Linked DNA regions of Pan troglodytes: regions 2 and 3 are each linked to region 1. A link is a contact called in public HiChIP or PLAC-seq data. All regions are on one chromosome and are shown on one strand. Each heading gives the region's core, a stretch centred on a gene start, on an enhancer-like site or on the middle of the called end of the contact. The rest is flanking DNA. Distances are from core to core; before and after follow the strand shown.

Evidence for each region. HiChIP or PLAC-seq counts read pairs in DNA pulled down with a chosen protein or histone mark.
Region 2: an H3K4me3 HiChIP or PLAC-seq map of stem cell-derived excitatory neurons shows a contact between it and region 1, with 5 times the contacts expected there. The contact joins the promoter of VIPAS39 here to the promoter of POMT2 in region 1. A contact is called at or near these places in 1 of 7 Hi-C or Micro-C datasets (stem cell-derived neural progenitor cells) and 1 of 1 datasets of contacts at active chromatin or transcription factors (stem cell-derived excitatory neurons).
Region 3: a contact with region 1 is called in an H3K4me3 HiChIP or PLAC-seq map of stem cell-derived excitatory neurons, with 5 times the contacts expected there. The contact joins the promoter of ZDHHC22 here to the promoter of POMT2 in region 1. A contact is called at or near these places in 1 of 7 Hi-C or Micro-C datasets (stem cell-derived neural progenitor cells) and 1 of 1 datasets of contacts at active chromatin or transcription factors (stem cell-derived excitatory neurons).

Annotation. Positions count from the first base shown.
Region 1 is chr15:75,273,234-75,275,933 of NHGRI_mPanTro3-v2.0_pri, forward strand. It overlaps POMT2 (protein O-mannosyltransferase 2), which reads right to left and starts at 1,373. Exons shown (of 22, transcript XR_010151242.1): 1 at 849-1,373. It also overlaps a transcript of GSTZ1 not described here.
Region 2 is chr15:75,412,534-75,415,233 of NHGRI_mPanTro3-v2.0_pri, forward strand. VIPAS39 (VPS33B interacting protein, apical-basolateral polarity regulator, spe-39 homolog) reads right to left here and starts at 1,351. Exons shown (of 20, transcript XM_001164812.7): 1 at 965-1,351. AHSA1 (activator of HSP90 ATPase activity 1) reads left to right here and starts at 1,358. Exons shown (of 9, transcript XM_063793815.1): 1 at 1,358-1,452.
Region 3 is chr15:75,094,829-75,097,528 of NHGRI_mPanTro3-v2.0_pri, forward strand. ZDHHC22 (zinc finger DHHC-type palmitoyltransferase 22) reads right to left here and starts at 1,376. Exons shown (of 3, transcript XM_001163688.6): 1 at 1,287-1,376.

The DNA of each region.
Region 1 (2,700 bases), core at 123-2,622:
GTACTGCCTTCTATAAAACAGCAGATTTTCCAAGCTTGTCGTTCCTTCACTTGGATGCAACCCACTGCCTGTGCAGTCATCCATTTAAACCCATAGCGTCACCCTGTGGGACTTGGATGGCAAGGGAAATTGCTTCTAACATGCATCCTATTTCCTGTAATAAAGTCCTTTGTCTCTAACCCAGGAGTTTCATCTTCTGCCAGCAGTCACGACACAATAACAAGCTAATTTATTAATTTCTAAATAAAGCAACCCTGACAGTCTGTTTTCTTGCCTGCTTTTTGCTTAAAGAATTCCATTTCTGACACCCAGTATCCGGATAGTACAAGCTAAAACCTTTAAGAAAATAAATCTCTTCTCACAAGACGAGTTCTGCCTCATAAAATCCTTTGGTCACCATACCTGAACACCCAAACTGTCCTTGCCCTATAGGATAAAGGTACACAGTTAGGTATTTTCTCCTCTGTTGATGCCTGAAAATCCTGCAGACATAGGAACTCAGGCCTTAGAAAATTCTGTACCCAAAAATTTGCAATTCTCTTTGGAAAGTTGAAAGCACCTTTAAAAGCCACATTTGCAAGCCAGGTGATGCACTGTAGCATAACCTGGAAGACATGAGGGCTGCTTCCTCAGATTCTAAGAATCCCACTGCCCCACCACCAGAGCAAAACGATCCCCCTTCCCAGAGAATGCACCTCGCCAGAGGCCAACCCACCCGATACCTCAAGTTCCCCTCCACCGCGGCCCTCCTCCTATAGATCCCGCCCCCTCCGTACCCTCGGGCCAATCAGAGGGCGGCGTCCCGTCGCGGTTGCCATGGTGCCCGCCGAGTCCCTCCCATCACTCACCAGATGTGCGGCGGCTCGTCCAAGCGGTGGAAGCGGGTGGCGAAGGACAGCAGCGTCACCAAGGCCAGCAGGGCCCACCAGCCGGCCGCCTCGAAGCGCCGTGAGCCCCAAGCAGGCCGTTTGGGGCTTCGCGCCACAGCCTCAGCGGCCACGTCCCGGCCTGCGGCCCTAGCAGCCTGGGGGCCACAGCGGCCCCTCCGGGGACGCAGCTCGGACTCTGCCAGGCCTCCGCCCGTGGCCGGCGGCATCTTCCCCCTCCTCTGGGTCGCCCTCCGGCTCGGAGGCACACTTTGTCTGACCAGCCGCCCCGCCAAGGAGTCACAAGAGGGCAGCTCGGGGTACCCCAGGAAATGCAACGCCCTCCACTGCAGCGGAGCGCGGGGCCCCGGGCTCGGGGCGGGGCGGGCAGCGTGGTCGCGGCCCGGGCCGCTAGGAGGCGGCAGGAGGCGCAGAGCATGTCGGGACCGGGAGGGCCGGCCGGCCCGGGGCGGGGGGGACTGAGCAGGAGGGGTCGGGCTCAGGGAACTGCAACTCCCAGCAGCCCCCAGGTACGGGGCGTGGCGGGAGAGCTGGGCGAGCCAGAGGCGACTGGAAGGATCTTTCTAGTCCAGCCCCTCGCTTTACCCGGACGAAAGACACGGGCCTGATTTCTTCGAGTCTCACTGAGCCTTAGTCGTCGGCAAGTCCCAGGCGCGAAGTTTCTCGGCCTGGAGGAGGGGGTCGCGCGAAGTGCCAGATGCAGGCGGGGAAGGTCTGTGACGCGCACCCGGGTGGAGGGAAACTGGTTGGACACCTGGAGACCCTGGGGGGCGGGGTCAGAAGTGAGCTGCCCCGCCCGCCCAGGCCGACAACGACTCCCGGCGTGCAGTGCGTTGCGCCGGGCACGCTCTGCGCCTGCGTGCTGCGCGCTGCCCGCTGGGGCTCGAAGTTCCGGGAGGGTTGGGCCAGAGGAGGCGGTCCTGGTGGGGAGTGCGTAGCAGGGTGGGGTCGCTGTCTGGTCGCGCTTCACTTCTGCCTTGGCCTCCCTGCTCCCCATAACAGACCCCTCCCTCCACTAAGGCTTCCAAACGTCGCCCCAAGCCTCCCAATTTCTCGCAGCCCTTCATGCTGTTCTCTTGGCCCTAGCAGGAGGTGACCTTCCAGTAATGTTTGTATTTTAAGAGTCCCCGGGCCGGGCGCGGTGGCTCACACCTGTAATCCCAGCAATTTGGGAGGCCGAGGCGGGCGGATCACAAAGTCAGGAGATAGAGACCATCCTGGCTAACACGGTGAAACCCTGTCTCTATTAAAATACAAAAAAATTAGCCGGGCGTGGTAGCGGGCGCCTGTAGTCCCAGCTACTCGGGAGGCTGAGGCAGGAGAATGGCGTGAACCCGGGAGGCGGAGCTTGCAGTGAGCCGAGATCGCGCCACTGCACTCCAGCCTGGGCGACAGAGCGGGACTCCGGCTCAAAAAAAAAAAAAAAAAAAAGGCCCCGAGCGAGGAGAGGCAGTCGTGACAATCACCTGGGGAGCTTCACGGCTTTCACATGTTCTTCCCGGGGCCCGCTCCAGAGCCACTCTGTTCATCTCTGGTGGAACGGGCTCGAGAATCTGCATGTTTTTATAAGCGGTCTAGATGATTCTTAACGTGCCGTGAAGTTTGAGAACCACTTTTATGGCACTAAGGAAGGTGGCACGTTAGATGGGACTTTGCGTCACGTTAATAATGTATAGTCCTCCCTCTTCCAAATGGGATTTTAGGAGTCTTTTTCTCAAATCATGTGTAAGACATGATTTAAAAATAAAATCTGCTAAAGTAATCAGAATGCATATTTGAATTGGAAACAGAAGTCTTCTAGGAGTGTTGATGA
Region 2 (2,700 bases), core at 101-2,600, 140 kb after region 1:
AGGCACAAAAGAGTTCAGTATCAAAGCCACTTTGTTAAGTGCTCCTATTTCAAATTACAATCCAGGCTTTCTGGCTCCTAGACCATTTCTAGTGTCTTGCATGGTCCTTCTACCTATTTTTCACTTTCCAGAAAACTAGAGATCATTCCTTCACTATAGTAGTTATCTACAGATAGACATAGAATGTGTCTAACAAACACAATAATCTGCCAGAGGATTTCTGGAATCTTTTTAACCATGCAATGGCAGTAAACAACTGCCATCAATTTGTATTTATAACGCCAAATGAGAAGCTAGGTTTACTTGGCAAGTATAGATAATGATCTAGTGGCTCTAGAGTTATAAAGTAATCAGGTACGATTGTCACTCTTAAGAGTGACAGGTGCTTCAACATGATTTAAAATACTTCAGAGGTTTGTCTTTATCGTCTCTTGTTTACTGACAGCCAACAAGGCAGGGTGAGAGACCTCAGGGGAGAACAGGAACTTTACAAAGGAAAACAGAAGAATCAGCAAGAAAACCACAACATGCTCCCTGCCTCAGAAAACTCCAAAAACCAGCTACTGAGAAGTCAGACTTGGTTTCAATTATCTTCCGAGCCAGGAAGATACAGGTGAGGCTTGTGAACTGAGACCAGGAAACAAGAGTTAAGCTAGGATGACTCTACGGGTGAACGTCCAGGAAGCCATGGATCTACCGCAGTCGTCAGAGCCCAGCGGATCCCTGGCAGAGTTAAATGCTCGTTCTGAACCAAATGTCCGCTTCCGAACCAATCGCTGGTGCTCACTCGCAGCCCCAATCCCAAGCGTACTCCAGCGCCCAAGGGTCGCCCTGACTGAAAGAAGAGAATAAGGCCTGTAGTCGTAGGGTGTAGGGATGCCTCCTAGAAGAGGGGAAAAGATTAAGATGCGGAGAGGCTGGACTCTGCCAAATACGCGACCCAAGGGGCTTGGGACACCCTCACCTCTTCCGCACAGAGCCCTCCCTCTCAGGACAGCGCCAGCCTCCGCCGCCGCTGGACCAGCCCTTCTGTTCAGGCTGTGCAGCTTAGAGAAGGGGGCGGAAGGGAATAATCGTGGGGCGGAGAGAAAACACGAATAACGAGACCGCAGGGCATGCTGGAAGTCGTAGTTTCTTCTGCCTCTGCTGTCAGGCGCTGTCCCGACGAACCACAAGGCTTCTTGACTACAGCCCCCAGAAACCCCAAGCACCGTGCTAGGTCATTTCCTATCCTTTCCGCGCGACCTTCCGCGGTTATCCCCCGGGTCACGTAGCAAGACTACAATTCCCATGAGGCTCAGCAAGGGCGATTTAGGGTCCAGGGAAGCAATGAGACGTGTTCTTTGTTTTCCTATGGGTGAGGAATGGTTGTATGAGCAGTTGGGTTTCGGGACGCTTTTTGGGGAGAACCCGAGGGAGTCTGAAGGATCTCTAAATCAGGCGGAACCCACGGTGCGGCGAGTTGGGACGGAAGTAACCGGTGGGAGTGGGGAGGAGCCGGAAGTTAAGGAGGGGAGGGGGTGGAGGGAAAAGCAAGCCAGGAGGTGCTTGCGGCCGCTTCTAGTAGTTTCCAGGCGCTGCCGGGCGGCTGGCACTAAGCGGTCCTGAGGCTGTGGCTACGGCTGCTCCGGAGCTGGTGGCGCCGCGATAGGAGAGCCGATGGCCAAGTGGGGTGAGGGAGACCCACGCTGGATCGTGGAGGAGCGGGCGGACGCCACCAACGTCAACAACTGGCACTGGTGAGGGCCAGCAAAGCAGGCCGGCCTTGGGAGACCTGCGGCCGGGCCAGGGTTTCAGGGTTCCTAGAACCTCGGTCCGGACAGAGCCGGGGCTGAGGTAGCCCTGTCCGGAGATGGGGGTGGGTCCTTCCTGTGGCAGGGGTCCGTAGCCCCAGGCCTCTCCACTCCGCGGTCACCTTCTCAGTGTTTGAGGGGAGGGAGATGGACTTGGAGGGCTGCGCCCCAGAGGAGGGTTGTCAGAGAGACTAGGAGATAACGCCCTGGCTGCTGCATCCAGCCCGAGCAGGGAGGTGCTTACTACACGTGGCCAGAGGAGTCACTGAGACTGGAACCTCCTTTGATTGTGTTGGGAGATAGCTGTGAAAGGCCTAAGGCCAGGGGTCTGTAATTCCTATTTTGCGGCCTGCGGTAAAATTAAAAGTCATTCATAGGGGACCGCTGCAGCGGTCCCGCGGGAGATTGAGAACGTGTTGTGCAGGTGCTCAGAGCTCAGATAGCTGCGGCCTCTCACCCGGAACTATCAGGTCGGGTGTGTTGGAACTCCAGGTTGCCGAGCAGCCGTGGTTTTATAACCTGACCGTTCTTAAAATAACTGCCCTGCTTCATGAAATCTTCCCAAAGTAATGTTTCCTTATTTTTGAATTCCACTGAACTTTGTTCATAATGTTTGTATTGTACCGTTACTTTGTTGCAGCCTTTTTTGCTGTTGTTTTCTCTAATAGTTAATAAGTAGGAAGGCAGATAGTGATGTTTCTTTTCCATATCTCACTTTGTATTGTCTCTTCTTAACATGCAGAGTACTTGACCTAATTTTTGTTGTTTGTTTTGAAGCCCTGGACTTAACGTTTTTCTGGCCATCTAGGGGGCAGTGAATGTGTAGGAAGTTTATAATACAAGTGCGAATCTGATAGGTCAGAACACTGTGCCAGTGAGGTCAGGGTTATTGGTTTAATCCTTTCTG
Region 3 (2,700 bases), core at 126-2,625, 180 kb before region 1:
GGTATGTGTGCGTGAGGGACCACGATGTGTGTGTGTGTGTGTCCTTGTCTGTGACTCTGTACGTGTAATCTGTGTGCGCTTGAGTATCTGTATTTGTGTATGTATATATCTGCGTGTACAGACACGCAGCCTCTGCTACCTAGCTTTAAAAAAATCAATTGAAACAATCGATACACTCACACTCGCTCTCGGGCACCGGGTGAGGAGGGGGCGCAGCCAGAATACCTGTGTCAGCGGGTCCTGGCCAGCACATCTCTCCAACGCTGGCTGCCCGGGCTATTTCTTTGCGAAGAGCGTTTTCATTTGAGGCGAAATTAAAATCCCCCCTTCGCGCCCGCCTCCCGCCCTCCTGCTGAGAGAAACCCAAACAACCCTCATGGCGCCGAAATCCTTTCCATGCCGACAAGCCCGCCCTGGGCGCACGAGTGGATGCTTGGCCAGCCTTTCCTGGGATCGACCCCGCCGCCGTGCTCAGCCCTCACCACGTTCCCATCCCACCCCACGCCTCACAGCCGGGGTTCCTGGCCAGCTTCGGAAGCCACCGAGAAATAGGATTCCGTGCGCCCGAGAGAACTTTTCCAGGGGCTAAGGAATCGGCCGGCCGGAGGCGCGAGAAAAGTTCTGGGAAGGCGGTTGCACCTAGGATGGGTGGATGCCACGGGGCCTCCGTCCAGGCTGTCCCGTCCGCACGGGTCGACTGGTCACCTTGGAATCCCCTTTGCAGGTCCCAGCGCCCCCCGGGAACCCGCAGCCTCCGCGGAGAGCGTGGGCCTCTCCCTGCCGCTGGGGCGCAGCGCAGTGCACGCCTGAGGGTGGTCGCCGGGGGCTGGGCACCGCCCCCAGTCCTGCGCCGCCGGGGGCTGCGGCGGTGCTGCCCACCCCAGAGAGCCCTCGGCCTGGGGCTCCGGCGAAGCAAGTGCCTTCCCGGCGCCGGTCGCCAGGGGGGCGCGGGAGCAGCCAGATGCGCCGCAGCGCTGGGAAGGCGGCGAAGGACAGGGGCTAGGGGAGTGAGGGGCGCTCGGCAGGCAGCCTCAGCCCTGGCCCTGCGCGGGAGAAGGGACAGCAGAGACCGCCCGTGGGGCCCCGGGGTGTAGGGAGCTGTCCGTTCAGCCCTGGCGCCCGCCTCGCCCGCGGCAGAGGGCGGCACAGCCGGAGCCTTGGAAAGACCGGCAGCGCCGGCAGCCGCGGGCTTCTCGGCCACTGCCTCCCGGACGCACGGGAAGCCGCCCCCCGCGCCGCCGCCGCCGCACTGCCGCCGTCGCAGAGGGGTGAGGAAATCAACTCACCGAGCTCTGGTCGCCGACAAGAGGAGCCCCGGACGCCGGCTCTCGCCCTGCCCGAGGCTGCAAAGTTGTGGGCTCGGCCCGGCTGGCTCGCAGCCTGCGCTTCGCTTCGGGAACTGGGCAGGTAGCGGGGATGTGGGGAGGAGGGAGCGGGCAGCTGCTGGCTTCCCACTTGGGCGCCAGCGAGTAGGGGCCAGGAAGCGGCGGGGATGGCAGCTGGGCACCCCCCAGCCCCGCCACCCCTCCCTCCGCTTCTGGGGGCGGTGCTCTGGCCGCCAGTCTCAGCATCGTGGACTTGCCCCCTCCTCCCCTCTCGATTCCCCTTGAGCGGGCTGGGGCGCCCTGCCTGGTTTCAGCGCCCGTTCCAGCTGGGAGATTGGGATTCAGCCCTGATGTGGATTCTCCAGCCATCATCCTGCCCTTCCCTCTCGGCTATGTCCCACGACCTTCCCTGCTCTCCACTCGGACTGAAGGAACCCTGGGGGTTTGAGAGGTCAGCTTGCCAGGGCAACACCCATGAAGATCAGCGTCATCTCCTCGGAAGGGCTGTGTACAGAGGGTTGGGAGTTGGGACTCTGGAGCCTGTCTACCTGGGTTTGAATATTCACCATTCACTACTGTGAGATCTCAGATTCCAGTTTCTTCGTCTGTAAATTCCAGTGTGATCTTAGATTCCAGTTTCCTCATCTGTGAAATAGAGATATGAGGGTTAAATGACAATCTATGTAAAACCCTTGAACAGGGCCTGCCCAGGCCAAGCACTGCTTGATTAGATCATAATTAGAGACACTACTTATCGGGCCCCTACTAGGTAGCAGGCATTGTGCTAAGCCTTTAGCATAAGATGCTTCCTTAATCCTCTCAGCCTGATCTGTGAAACTGGCTGAGCCCCATTCTGGAGATGAGGAGGTTGAAGCTCAGAGAAGCTAAGTCTCATGTCTAAGGTCATACAGCCATTAAGTGACAGAGCCTGGACTTGAACCTGGTTCTAGCATTAATGCTCCTGCGCTCAGCCTCTACACAGCCCAGCATCACCCTGGGACCCACCGGCAGCTCTGATTTGAGAGAAGGAAAGACAATGGGAGTTTATCCAGACACAGAGCTTGAACTTGGAGCTTCTTCTTTGAGCCTCACCCCCACCTTCTTATTTCTATTTCCTTCCCCTTCCAGGGCTCCGCTATTCTAAGGTGGGTACTGTGATGCGCCAAGAGGGTAGTGACACCAATGTGTATCAAACAGTGGGGGGTGGGGGGAGCAGAGCCTTAAAAACATCAAACACTGCAGGAATATTGGTGCCATCACCATCCTCAATTTCCTGGGTGTCGCAGCTCACCTACCTGCCCTGTTCCTCTCCTCTGGGTGATGGCATACTTAATAAATAAACATTTATTGCTTTCTCAACTGGCTGATTAAAACA